2 separate regions of the Astyanax mexicanus genome follow, and region 2 is linked to region 1. The links are chromatin contacts, called in public Hi-C maps. All regions are on one chromosome and are shown on one strand. The core of a region is the stretch at or near the end of the contact, and the rest is flanking DNA. Distances in the headings are between cores, read along the strand shown.

Region 1 (7,562 bases), core at 3,141-5,640:
AGTGTAGATTGCACTTCAGATAATTATACCTGATTAAAGAATGAGTGTGTGCTGAAGGAGGAGGACATAAACACACTTTTAGATGCATACAGAATATTTTTGGGGTGTTTTTGTGTGTAAATGAATAGGAATTTGATTTTGATCTCACCAGTGGGACAAATATAGCACAGATTTTTTTTAAATCTTTGAGGACCAGCCTGATTACATCACCAATGAGATCCCAAAGCTTTACAGGGAAATGTCACTGTTTATACTCTACTGCAAGAAGGCACACTGATACACACTTATTAAAGATTTAAAGAAACCTGGTGTGTTTAACTTGGACTAAAATATTCACCTGGCGTCAAACATCATCATTGAATGTTGCTACAATTTAGGTTAAATTGGGTTGATATTTTATAAATGCAAATAACCCCGGGCCTTTTATTTCCTTTAATTATCATGATGTAACAAGTGAACAGGCCAAATCTGGCATTGAAACTGCTAATCAGTTAGTTGTACAGGTAATTGTTAATAAGGAGGTCTGTGTACCTTTTGGTCAATTTTTTTTTTTTTTTTTTTTAAACATTATAATGTTTTTAAAAAAATATAAAACAGTATTTTTACCTGTACTACCTGACAATAAATATTGATCTCCATAGTAAATTGAATTGTTCAACATATTTTAAAACTAAAACTGTCCATTGCATTATTATTATTTTTTTTTTTTATATATATATATATATAATTCTTCCCATTTTCTCCCCAATTTACACTGCCAATTACCCAACCTACTCATTAGGACTCCCCCTATCACTAGTGATGCCCCAACACACCAGGAGGGTGAAGACTAACATGCTTCCTCAGATACATGTGAAGTCAGCCACCGCTTCTTTTCGAGCTGCTGCTAATGCAGCATTGCCAGCAGCCGGTTCTGATACATCAGCTCACAGACGCCCTGTGCTGTGGACACCGTAGGAGTGATGTGGGCTGAGAGCACCATCTACCCACCCGGAGGGAGCAGGGCCAATTGTGCTTCCTCTGAGCGCCTGCAGCTTGATGGCAAAGCTGCTTGAGCTGGGGTTCGAACCTGCGACCTCCCACTCATAGTGGCAGTGCTTTAGACCACTGGACCGCTCGGTGCATTATTTTAATAACTTCTGTTCTGTTCCTTTGCAGACGGAGCATTCAATTCTGAAAGAAGAGAACCGGAAGAGAGTGATGAGTCTGCTAGTAATTTGGGATGATGCTCTGGATCGGATGTGGAGTGACTTGTGCACTTCCGAGGACAACACTCAAGGAAATCGGACAGAAAGAGCTGTTCCAGGTTTCCCAGCATCAAAGTTCTCAAGGCCAAATGGTGACCAGCTGAAAGTTTTGTTTGATAGTTTGAGTTTGGCCACTGTTGTTTACTACTGAAGCACAGAGTGTATAATTTATTGGACCGACTGAAGTATGTGGCATAATATGGTACCTGTATCTGTTTTGGTACAAAAGTCCATTATATTGTTTTGGTGGAAGATGAGTGAGGCCATGTTAACTGCTTAGTCAGCTGAGATTTGCAAGTCACTGTTACTGGAGCTGAAAACAACTATGGGATGTCTTTATTTCTTCCTGTACATTATACACGATACCATTCCTTTATTCTTTAAGAAAAACTCCACTGCTATGGATCAGGCTGGCCTGCATCACTAAGTGTGTTTGTTTTCTTTTCGACTGCGATGTGCAGAAGAAATTTATGTATTATTGTATTGTATTGTATTGTTGGAAGGTATTGTTTATACTGTGACTTTCATATTGCAACAATTGCACCAAACATAACATTATGACCACCTCCTTATTTCTACATTATCGATTCTTCAGCTCCGCTGAGCATGTTGCATTACGTTACATTACATTAGGCAAACGCTTTTATCCAAAGTGACTAACAAATAATGTGCATTTAGCAATAAAAGGCATAGAAGTTGAAGGTAAAAAACATGGGCAGCATCCTGTGGGCAGCATCCTCTAACCGCTAATGAAGGACCATACAATAACCAACACACACTGTGCAGCAACAGATTCAGAGATTCTCTCTCTGACTTTACTTTATCTACAACAGGGGTTGGCAATAAGCAGAGAGATGTGGTCTGCAGGCATGACACCTCTTGCCCATGAGGTCCTTTGAACTATAATTGAACGATAAAGGAAAAATAATAATAATAAAATGCTTCTCTGGTGAGCTTTTGTTTACATTCCTCCCCTGTCTCTCTCTGTCGTGCTCGGCATGACTTTAGTTACCGCCCGTTCTTGTTCTCCCGATCTCCTTAAAAGGATTTTTTTTGGCCCCAGCCGTGTCCCAATTCACTAGCCGGGGCAGCGGTAGTGTATTGGACCGTGAACCTGAGGATGCAAGGAAACAGAAGAACTACAGTCTCTAATTACAAAACTACAAAGTGCTGCTATAGAAACAAACAGAAAAAGGCGGTTATAATCTTATGCTTGATCAATGTATATAGCTAATATCTCTTTACAGTAAAAGGGGAAAAAAATCTTAACTTTTAATGCAAGGCAATGTAAAAAGATTTCATTCCAAGTAATTTTGGAGATTAGAAATTGGTCCATTTATCATGAAACTGATGCAATATAAAGAGCTACTTTCAGATTCAGATTATGTCTCAGATTACAAGGACAGCATTGCATTACATTTTAAATATTTTCTGACTGTTTTAAGGTTAACATGTACACAAGTCGAGGTTAATAGTATATACATTCACTGATTGGTGACTGATGAATCTGTAATTAAAATCTAGCTGTGTTAATTTTTTAATATTAGTTTACACTTTTGCAGTTTATATTATATTCAAAATGCCTCCCATCATAAACATGGACTTCATGATTTACCTAGATCATGAATTCGACAAGCACATTCTAAACAAGTTATTCATGTTTAACTCAGATTTATTTTTTCCCTAAATCTGACTTTCTTTTGTGTACAGGGTGAGTCAAAATTTGTAGGACATTCATTAATTTCAGAAACGAAAGGGACAAGGTCCAGCAGCGTTTGTCTCACCCTGTATTTATACAACAGCACTGAAATTACTATGCGCTGAATATGTAAATACTTTAGGTACAACATTATTACTAATTACTTTGCAGTATTTATGTACTACACAAGGTACTTCATGTTTAATAAATGGTTATTACTTATTGAAACTGTTGTCCTGTGTGCTGAAGCTTGGTCAATTGTACTGTGTGGAAAACCTGGATTTGAAATTTCTTGTTGCAGTTTTGCTGTTCATCTGCTGTGTTATGGTAAATTATCTTAAAGGTTTATATCTATTTTACACTTTTATATGTTTTCTGAAAAACAGAAAATGTGTGAAAATAAACTGATAAACTTTAAACTGACCAGTAGATGGCCAGTGTAACATTTTGCAGTTAAATTCTCAGATTTGTTTGATTTAAAAATAGATCAAATAAAATAGATGAAAATGGTTTTCATCTATTTTTACAGTTTTCTATTTTGTATTTCAGAATATTTACTTATAAAAATATTATACATTTTTACAAATTAATATAAAACTATTTTTCTATTATTAGCTTGTATGAAAGCTTGAATGTTATACCATCATTTTGTTAATAGATGGAAAAATCTGATTATTTTTACTGAAATTCTGATTACGAGGGGCAGAAATGAAAAGCCTGAAATTTTCTCCTTTCTCCATTTCTCCTTTATTGTATTGGCTAAATGGGAAAAAAAAATCTCAAAAGTTTTTTTTTTTCATGTTTCCATATTTGGTATAGTGAAGTAAAAATGGGTTTCATCTATTTTTACAGTTTTCTAGTTGTTTTTATTAATGTATTTCACAAACAGAATATTCAATTATAAAAAATATACATTTTTTATTATATAGATTTACTTACTTACTACTTTATTGTATGAAAAATGTATGGAAAAATCAGATTATTTTCTGAAACACCCTCCCCCCCTTAAGTATAGTAAAGAAAACATGTTTTTCTATTATTTTTATAGTTTTCTATTCAATTTTTATAAAAACAAACAAAATATTTAATTATAGATAATTCAATATTTGTAAATTAGACATTTTTACATATTAATATATAAAACAAATCTCGATTATCTGATTTTTAATTAAAATATCTTTTATGAAAAAAGCAGGTTAAATGTTTTTGTCAGATTTTTTCCTAAAATTTTGATTATGGGGACAGACTGGAAAAACGGATGAAACCCCATTTCTCCTTTATTATACTGACTAAATGTGGAAAAAACACAAAGTTTTACATCTATTTTTCTAGTTTAGCTTCATATATTAGGAACATTAAAGTGATAAAGATTTGTTTTACTGATCCAGCAGCAGCAGTAGAGGCAGCGGCAGTGTTTCGCCATCTGCACTAGGGGCTGAGGGCAACAGAAGCAGGGGCAGTTAATTACCGAGGGGCTGTTAAGAAGATGGCGGCTTCCTGGGCGGCATGAAAGGATGTAGAGTTAGCAATATCTGCAGGAAAAAAGACGTGCTCGGGGTTGAATTCGTTTACTGAGTCTCTCCCTCGATTGTTTCTTTTTAAAATAGCAGCTCTGACCGAGTAAGTATCCCGCGATTCGGGGTGATCGCTGGCGCCGGGGTTTTAGTTTGCAGCGTTTCTGATGACGGCTAACGGTGCGGCCGCCATTTTTAGTGAGGGAAGCTAAGCGAGAAGTCAGGGGGCAAAACGATCATTTTGAGGGGAATTGGGAAATCCCAGTACTGCCACTTTCCATGATAAGAGTTAATAAAAGGCACTGAAATTAAAATCCGTGGCGTTTCTCTGTCGCGCTGCTTGTTTTTGGTCGGTTTTACGGGGCTAGCTGTTCAGCCCCGCTGGCTGTCGCACCACAAACCCTGCAGAGTTCGGCTAACTAGCTAGCTTAGCGTAGTTGCTAGCCTGTAGCTAGCTACCCGGGGTAAATTCATTAAATTTCGGTGCTTAATGTAATCAGCCGCGGCCAGTCCGGCCAGTATGCGCTTTAAGATGCAGAAAACGCGCAAATTTCATTTAGTTAAATTAGTCTAACGCCATGCTTTGTGGAGAATAAGTGCCGGACCCGGGGAGGCGGTTAGCGCGCAGGCTAGCGCAGTCTGGAGATTGTTTGGTTCTTGTGGAGATGGCGGCTCCCACACAGCGCAGGCATGAAACCCGAGCGGCAGAAACAGTGAAGAAATGCGTTACTTGCGCGACAAAATACAATACAAAATAAGAACACGAACACTAAAACATTAACAATGGGAATAAATACGTAAATGCGAAAAAGTAAAAGCCCTTTTTTAATTCAACCACGTTGCGTTTTATTGAATTTTTTCCGCTTCAGCACAAAAAAATGGAAAGGGTCTGTGTGTAGTTGAGCTCACCGCCCATTTTTAATTCTGACTTTTTAGCACAGCATCTCCTATTAGCTTAGCCCAGCTCAGCCTTTAGCCGCAGCTAAGCTAGCTGCCTTATTATCCCTCCCCACACACTAGCGGCTCCGGTTGGTTAGTTGTTGTTAGCAGAAGCTACAAAATGTCGGCGGCAGAAAATGGAAATTGAGTGGCAAATCCAGATCCAGGAAAGTAGAAATCCACCCCGGGATTTTAGCGAATAAACCTAGCTGTTTCATTTACATCTAGAACTTGGGATAAAACTGGGTCTAAAATATGACAACAACATGTAAAAACAATTTGCTAAATGTATAGCTAGCTGTATTTTGTGGTTTGAATTGTGGTCAGACATCTGTTATTATATAAGGTCAGATATTTTTAATCTAACTGGGTTATGTGTAGTTTATATCTCGAGCTTGTATGATGGCTATAAAAGTTAGGTGGTAACTTTAGTAATTTAATATGTTGTAGATTATATACAAGTCTTATAGCTAATTCTTCTACTTAAGTTAAATGCTGTTTTTTATATTTATGCTATGGTGTTCATTATTGCAATGTGTTTGAAATTAGCAAGAAAATTGAAAGCGAGATAAATTGGAAACATTTATAACTATGACTGAGTCTAGCTATAAAGCGAGGCAATTCTGGAATAATATACGGTATTAGTGAACGAACTAATAAAATAGCTTAGATTAGTGTTGCTAGATTGTTAGACATCATTACAGAAGTTAATGTAACTCTTACTAGTCGTATGCTATCAGTTATGTAGTTACGCAGAATTGTACCAAACTATACTTAAATACTTAGTACTTAGTTCTGACATTTTCTTTAGGATTATATAGTATTTCTATGTAAATTGATTAATCCTACAAGTAGGATAACATATCTTAAATGTAATAGTTTTTGTAACATGTAAACATTTAATTTTTAGAAAGAATTATATATTCTTTCTGTTCTTTTTCTTTTAAGGATTTTTTTTACTAGTAAAAACCTCAGATATCTAGCGATAATTATTTTTTGTTATTGTTATACTTGAAGTTGTAGCTTAATCACAGAATTTACACTGTCTTTAATGTTATTTTACTAGTGATTAACGCCAGTTGGATATCTTTTGCTTGAAGATATCAAGCTAGTGATATTTTTTTTTTATTTTTGTAAGTATTATTTTACTTGAAAAGTATTCCAGGTACGTCTACTGTAATTCTGTAATTAGTACACATGCTTATCATTTAAGATCTCGACTTGAGTGGTCGTAATATGGAAGCATCTTATTAGGTTGAAATAGGTCAGTGTAATGTTTATCAGTTTATTTTTGTTTACTGAAACTGTATTGTTTCATGTTGTCCTTTGAGTATAATAAAGAAGAGATGGTTTTCATCAACATTCTTTTTTAGTTTCTTTAAATTCATACTGTGAGGGGCAGAAATAAACAACTAGAAATGTGTAAACATTGCTAAACCATTTCTTTTTTTACTCAATAAGGTTTTACACCTTAATTACCTAGCTATGTTTTTATTTTATTTTCGAATTTAGCACGAGATGATCCGAAAATAAAGTTGATCAGTTTTAAGGAGCTCCTATACGGTAATATTTGTGTGCGGTTTTAGTTGTGTAAATGAACTAAAGCCCGGAGTGGATGTGTAAAACCCGGAGCTGGATTTCCCCGCTGCTGCTGCTGTTCTCGGATTGGAGCCCGCCGCCCATTTTCGCTCTGACGTTAGCTCCCGCTAGCGTTAGCCGCTTAGCCCGCTAGGCTACTTCTGTTTAGCGGAGGCTACGAGATGGCGGCAGTCGGCGACTCGCAGCGCTGCTTCTGTGTCTCTTGAATCTGTTGTTTTAACGCACGATCTGGACTGTTTCTCTTGCTTTTGCTGTCGGTGTAAAGCAGGGGAAAGGGAATCGACCTGCCTTGCGAATCGAGGAACTGATTATTTCAGAGGATTTCCAGCGAAAAGCCTGATTTTTTACCGGCGTTGTTATTTCTGTACGCGCTAAAATGGCGGACTCTTTTACCTAGCCGGCTAGCTGCACTTTTTTGGACATCTAGCTGGCTAAAACGGGCAGCTCGGAACTTTTTCGAAAGCTGAATAGGATATTTTATAATGGACTAGGTCTTTTTTCTGCGTTTGCACGACGACTTCTGCCACGATTATTAGGTACCCGGTCGACCTAATTAGCTAGGTT
Region 2 (7,562 bases), core at 2,401-4,900, 130 kb before region 1:
TCTCCTCTCGCTCAGATGAGTAGTCGCTAAATTAACAGCATGAATGTCAAGGCCTTAAAAACAGCCTAAGGCCAGAGCAAACATCTGAAAGTGATTTAGTGATTTAGACCTGAATATGCTGTATACGAAAATGTCGCACAACAATTACTAAATTATGTACAAAACCTAAATTACTATTTAGTTTTGGACTGTAAATAAAATGCATTATTTTTCACCCCTGATTCCATTCACAAATCTCAGTACTCTGCAATCCAGGGAAGACCTTCTAGATACTGGATACAGCAGTAGAAGAATTGCTGTGGAGGATTTAATTGTCTTTAGCGATAAGAATGTTGGTCAGGTCAGGATGTTAGATGATTTACAGATTTACATCACTTTTTTTGTATGGCATGGTGCCAATAGGATCATGTATATCTGCCCCAGATCAGAGTCCTATTCAATTGGAATACTTATCTACAGAGAGTAGACAAGCTGTGTTTGTGTGTCAGCAATGTGGGTAACACATAAAGTAGCTGCATGCAATCATTATGTGTCCACAAACATATATATATATATATATATATATATATATATATTTTTTTTTTTTTTTTTTTTTTTTTTTTTTTTTTTTTAATTTAAACATATAAGGTTTCCCATTAGGCCTAGTCTTACAAACTTAATCATTAGGATTCCAGGCTCAATTCCTGCCTGGGAAACTGCCCAAAAGTGTATTCCAAAAACATGTATAAAGCTCAAATCCAAATGAAAAAATGAAGATGTTTTGCGTGATTTAGCAACAGCGAGTTCTGAAACAGTGACACTTGTTGAACTGTGTTGCAAGCAGCACACAATAAAGTGCTGAGTTATCTTCAACAGGCTAAACAGAGCCTTCCAGTCTTTTTGTTCCAGAGCAAATCAACAGATCACCAGAGAAGAAAACCGAGTATCATCATGTCTGCAAACAAAGTCTCCCACAATCCCCCAGCCTGTGTAAATAGAGCGATTTCAAGCTGCATTCTGATGTTTCTTATCTCACAGCTTCTTATTAGGCTAGTGAGCATTAACCCTTTAAGGCTAAGTGCATCATATTTAACACAGATTAGAGTTTCCGAGACAGTGCTTTAGTGGCAGAAAGAAATTACTCATATATGAAATAAGAAACTAAGAGAGGAACCAAGATTCAAAAAAGGAACTCATCCTCCTCTGTACGACACCAGATAACACACACATAAAAGCAGAACAACAAGAATAGCTGGACAGAAGTGTGAGATAATGAAGAGCTGTAGTTTATGAAAAAGCACATTATGACTTACAAGCATCATGAGAGAATAAGGGTGAGGTTCCAACACAAATGTATGAAATTAATTAACTAAAACACATCATTAAATGCTGACATTTTTTTAATCTTACCTGTATCTACATCCTAAATGCTTTTACAGAAGGAATTTTTTATATAGCACTCATATGTTGAGTTATATAACATTTAATGTTGAGAAATGAAGTAGAAGTACTAAAATGCTATATCTGTATCTACTGAAGTATTATTTTTACTTCTAGGTACTGACAGTAGAATAAAACCAGACTGGAACATGTTCAGCAGTGTCCATGCACACCAGCTGTTCACTGTCTTTAACACTAGACCAGATAAAGCTACTGACTCACTGACATTAGATTCACTTTCAAATCACGGAAACAACACACCAAAAACTCAACCTATCCTTTATATTTGACAATATTTGATTAACTTTATATCCCTGTATCACATGTCACACCATGTTTATTGTTTAAAATATGCAATAAAAATGTTTTGTTTAATGTTCTTTGCTATCAGAGGATAGTTTAGGATTTAAAATGATAAAATCAGCAACCAACAACAATCAAAAACATGCAGCAGCATGCAGGATGTGGGTGTAGAGATGAGAGAGACAGATGATACACAAGTGGCTTCACAAAGTGACTCACCTGAGATGTAAAACCAGAGATGTATAGTATAGTAACAAAGTAGACGTACTACAATGCTGTATCTGTATCTACTGGAGTATTATTATTACTTCTAGTTACTAACAACAGAATATAACCAGACTGGAACATGTTCAGCATATTCATTCACACCAGCTGGTCACTGTCTTTAACACTAGAACGGATAAAGCTACTGACTCACTGACACTAGTTTCACTCTCAAATGATTACATCCCAAGTCCATTTCACAATGGAGTTTTCCTTTAAAATATGCATCCAAAAAGTTTTTCATGTTTTATTTAATGTTATTTGCTATCAAAGAGATGGTTTAGGATTTAAAAGTATAAAATCAGCAATCAACAACATCTGGCAGCATGCAGTATGTGAGTATAGAGATGATACAGACAGATAGATGAAACACAAATGGCTTCACCCAGAGACTCACCTGAGATGTAAAACCAGAGATGTATAATACAATAACGAAGTAGAAGTACTAAAATTCTGTATCTGTATCTACTGCAGTATTATTTTCACTTTTAGTTACTAACAACAGAATATAACCAGACTGGAACATGTTCAGCAGTATCCATGCACACCAGCTGTTCACTGTCTTTAACACTAGACCAGATAAAGCTACTGACTCACTGACATTAGTTTCACTTTCAAATCACGGAAACAACACACCAAAAACTCAACCTATCCTTTATATTTGAGAATATTTTATTAACTTTACATCCCAAGTCGATTTCACACTGGAGTTTTCTTTTAAAATATATGCATTAATGTTTTATTTAATGTTATTTGCTATTAAAGGGATGGTTCAGGAATTTGATAAAAAAATGATAAAATCAGTTTGGGAAAATTAATTAATGTACGATTTTCCTGTATATTGCAATTACTTTGAAACCAAATAAAACGTTAAATAGAAAAAATATATAAAATCAACAATCAACAACATGCAGCAGCATGCAGGATGTGGGTATAGTGGGTATAGAGATGGTACAGACAGATAGATGATACACTCAGAGACTCACCTGATGAGATTCAGAGACTCAGCGGAGGAATCCAAAATCACGAACACGGTCTGGGGCTGCTGCTGCCCGGGAACCACGACCTGACTGATGCTCTTCTGCGCTGCTGGAGCCTGGAGATACCCCTGTCCTTCCCCCTGCTCCTGCCCTGCTGCCACAGACAGGCTAGACATCTCTAAACACAGCGGAGCCTCCTCTTACTACTAATACTACTACTGCTGCTGCCTCCAGAACACTAACTACAAAAATAATCCCAATACAGCTCATATAAAACTCTCCCTGCACACTGATACTGACCTTACTCAATATACACGCGAGTTATACAGCCTTTTATAACTGTCTAACTAAATAAAAGCGCTTAAACAGAGAGTTTTAATTGTTTTTAGTCTGTTAGTAGTACGTAGCTAAAACTGAGTAAACAGATTGTTTGTATGAATCACGCCCCGGTAAAACAAGACAAGACAATTAAAAAAAGAGAAATAACAGGTCGATATCTGTCATCAGCTATGCATCTACAAGCTAAAACACGCGCCTACAGTCTGTGTAAGTAGTTTATCTCGCACTGACAGCCGATTTCGCTCTATTTACCCGCTAAAACACCGATAAACTAGCGCACTAAAGCCCCCGCAGTCCGTCCGAACAGCTCGTGCCCTGCACCCGTTACTCAGCTCCAGCCTGAGGTCCGCGCAGGGGATGGAGAGCCACAGAGTCTCTACAGAGGAGAACACCCACATATCAACGTCTTCAGTTCTGTTCGTCCAATCAGCAGAGGGCACTCACGAGTAGTCAGAAAAAATGAATGAGTTCATACAGTGTATATTTTATAAATTAAACAATACAAATATTACTAATTTTATCAACACAGAGCAATATCAAAATCTTTCAGTACGGCAGGCATCATTTTAAAGTTTATAAATAATTTTTTATCCCAATTTTGCTAGGCCAACTTTCCCTACTCAGCTGCATATCCACATCACTTGTGATGCCACAATACAAGGAGGGAAAAGACCAGCACATACGTATGTGAAGTCAGAAACCCCGCCTCTTTTCCAACTGCCAAGTAGCATCACAGCACACTCGGAGGAAAGCGCAGCGACTCGGTTCTGATACATCAGCTCACAGACGCAGCCTTGTGCTGATTGACATCACCCTAGGAGTGATGAGGGGAAAGAGCGCCATCTACTGTACCCACCCAGAGAGACCAAAGCTGTGACCAAAACTGTGCTCTCTTGGAGCTCTGGCAGCTGATGGCAAGCTACATGGAGTTATACACCTTTTAAAACCAGAGGTGTACAGTATAATAGTATAGTAGTATTCAAGGATTCTTGAACACAATGTTGATGTTTTTCACTTGACGATTGAAGTAGAACTACTTCACTAGCTACTCTACTTAAGTACTGTGTTAAATATGATGTACCTACTGAAGACCTTAATAAGTTGTGGCCATGCCTTAATTATCTCATTCCCACACCTTAGGATCTCCTTCCCGCGCCTTAATTATTTGTGGCCATGCCTTAATCATCTCATTTCCACGCCTTAGGATCTCATTCCAACGCCTTATTTAGTTGTGGGCATGCATTATTAATATATGTATATATATATATATATATACATATATTTATTTATTTATTTATTTTTACATAATGTCACCTTAGGGGCTCCGTATATTGGATTTAATAGCTTAATACTTTCTAATCTACTTTCTAAAATTAAAGAAATATCCCAGATAAATGTATTATATTGTAATTTTGAGTTTTTAGCCCAGCTGTCAGTTTTTAGTACTGCCGGGTACGTGCCTGGCACTGCAGACCCACCACTGCCGCCCGTCTCCCGGCAGGCAAAGATCCAACCCCAACTGCCCTTTAACTCCATTTACTCTCATTTATTGAGGACTCGCTCGCGGGCTCTCTCTAGCGGTTCTCAGTCTCGTGCTGATATAACAGGTTAGATTACGGGATAGTGGGCAGTCTCGCCATAAACTATCTGTGGCCTGAGCTCAGCGCCGGAGTGGGAAAACCCCCGACGTGACGTTGTTACCTAGAGACGTCTGATCACCCGAGGTTGCCTGACAGCGGAGTTATCCAATAGTCGTTCAGCCTGGGCGGGGCTTATTCTGTCCGCGCCAATAGGATGATGACCAGCGCGGCTTGTTTACTTCAGCGGTTGCGGCTGGGTCTTGTTTCTGGAGTCTCCCCGCATTAACACGTTTAGTACTTTCACTGATGCAACTCAGCCGGTTTTAGCATCATAAATGTTTATAAAATGAGCTCATGGATTTGTTATCACCTGAGCTGAAGGAGGAAACTGTGAGGAAAATGCGACAGATGAGGGGTGGGGGTTATAATAGGAGCAATTCTGTCTAAAGTTTCATCATCCTTTTATAATCAGTGGCAGACTGTTGTGAAATAAATCAGGCTGTCTGAGAGGCAGAATCAAAACAATATACACATGTTCATAACAGATTCTCTACTGGTAGAGCAGAAAGGCACTCATATATGGTCACTGATTAAGACATATTATTAAAAATCTTTAACATCAGGACACATCATCATAATTTATTGAAATAAGGAGCACACTGCCGACACTCTTTTTTATTTTTAGATTTAAAAAAAGCCCTTAAAGTAATGCAAGATGTGGGGACAAGGTAATGAATCCATTCTACCTGTGTAGATCTATACAAGCCCCTAAAGAAACGTGCTGTATAAATAAAAATAATGAGTGGCCTCAACTTAGTAAGGAGAATAGTATAGGAATGAGAACGTAATGTATGGCCACACCTTACGCAAACCATACACTAAACTTCGAAAAGACTCTTAAGACTGTTAATAGACTAAAGCCCTATCCTGATGGAATTAGTGTCTCAAGGGGTCCTGGGGTCATTTTACCTTTTATGGGGGTCCTCTGTGATTTTATTCCCGTCCAGAACGACCATGTGTGTGTTTTTCTCAGACGTCCTCTGAAAAAATTACAGGCTGAATGATCTACTGTTTTTCGCTGAACTCCGTGGTGCACTGTGGTAATTTTAGTCCCATCTGGACTCACATCTCTGAGTTTCATCTCCTCACGTTTAATAAAATAGCTATTTATCTACTGCCACGCATCGTATTTACACTTTGGGTGTGCGTTTTCACAGAGATCCAGGTAAACACAACAGCCAGTGGAAATGGAGGAGCTACTGAACGCGATGTCATGTGACTAAGAAAGCCAAAAAACTCACTGGTCAATTGCAGTCTGGATGAATCAGTTTAATCACTGAGTGAAAGTGTGAAATATGTTTCACAGACATCCCCCTGAGAAACTAGACAAGTCAAGACAAGACAAGTCACAGACTTTTAGTCACAGACTAAGATTTAGCAAAGACTGGGGATCAGAGTCAAGACTGCAACTACATTTTTGCGAGACTGCAATTAGATTAGTTCAGAGATTATTACTCATCATGCTTCTGATGGAGTTTAGAAGGGAGAAAAGCAGTATACAATGGAGCAAAAAACAGAATGTGTGTGAATGTGTTCCGTGTGTGGCCATCGATGGGTTAACTGCAGAGGTTAAAATCAGTTGTAGAGTTGTGTGATGATTCTTAGGTGTGTTTCTAACTCTAATATAATGTTTATCTCCAGAGGAAGACTGTTGACCACGGTCATAAACTAATACATATTCATTGTAGTGAACCCTTAAGACCTTGTTCATTATTAACAAGAGGTTATATCAGCAGATACGATAAACATCATCAGTTATATAATGATACACTGTATTTTATGGAAATGAAATGAACTGAGAGTCTCAAATACTGTTTTTTCTTACTTTATTTCATAAACATTTTCATGATCTTGCACAGATTTATTTGGGTTATCGACATACAATGGTACCCAGTGGCCTGCCACTAATATAATTAACGATAATAATTAGAATAGTACTTGAAATAACAGTAATACTCGTCATGTGTACAGCAAATTTATACAGATTCCACACCAGAGGAAAAGTCATGAGAAGTGATTCCGTATATCGTGTTGTATGGCTTGGCTGGTACGGCAAGACAACTAAACCAAGGCCTCATTACGTCAGCAGACCTGACCTGCATAACACGGTCATATATTTCTATCTTTATGGATTCTGTGTGGGTTATCTGGCAACTTTATAATTATGGCAGCCTCAACGATGTTGATGACACACCTGCGCCCACACTGGGGTCTCAGCTACGATGATGAGGTCTTCAGGTGTGATCACAGGTAAAGATTAACATTTACAGCAGAAAGCAAATGAGCCAATCCATAATTAATCATTGATGAAGTTCAACCTCAGTTCACACCCACACAACCTTACGGCAAGTTAAACATTCTTGTTCAGACAAGAAAGTTAAATAGGCAAGAAAATCCATCAGAAAATGTTAGAAAAAGAGATCAGTTTGGCTTGTAGATGACTGGCTGCAAACAGGTTTGACTACATTGGAAAAATGTACTCAATGGAATCATGCAAAACGAACTGTCATGTCAGATATCCCCTGAATTATTTGGTGTAAAAATGAGCTGAGATACAATTTTTAAACAAGCTTCCAAGACAGGGATTAATAAGCCTAGTTATAGATTATATTTCCTT

The links. A called contact is a pair of places that touch in the nucleus more often than the background predicts.
Region 2: a Hi-C map of muscle shows a contact between it and region 1, with 4 times the contacts expected there. The contact joins the promoter of tfe3a here to the promoter of hcfc1b in region 1. A contact is called at or near these places in 2 of 3 Hi-C or Micro-C datasets (both in muscle).

What each region holds. Positions count from the first base shown.
Region 1 is chr12:4,099,748-4,107,309 of AstMex3_surface, reverse strand. hcfc1b (host cell factor C1b) reads left to right here and starts at 4,390. Exons shown (of 28, transcript XM_022670864.2): 1 at 4,390-4,566. It overlaps irak1 (interleukin-1 receptor-associated kinase 1), which reads left to right. Exons shown (of 14, transcript XM_022670861.2): 14 at 1,159-3,179. The coding sequence ends at 1,226.
Region 2 is chr12:4,230,674-4,238,235 of AstMex3_surface, reverse strand. It overlaps tfe3a (transcription factor binding to IGHM enhancer 3a), which reads right to left and starts at 3,650. Exons shown (of 10, transcript XM_007245831.4): 1 at 2,973-3,650. The coding sequence starts at 3,142.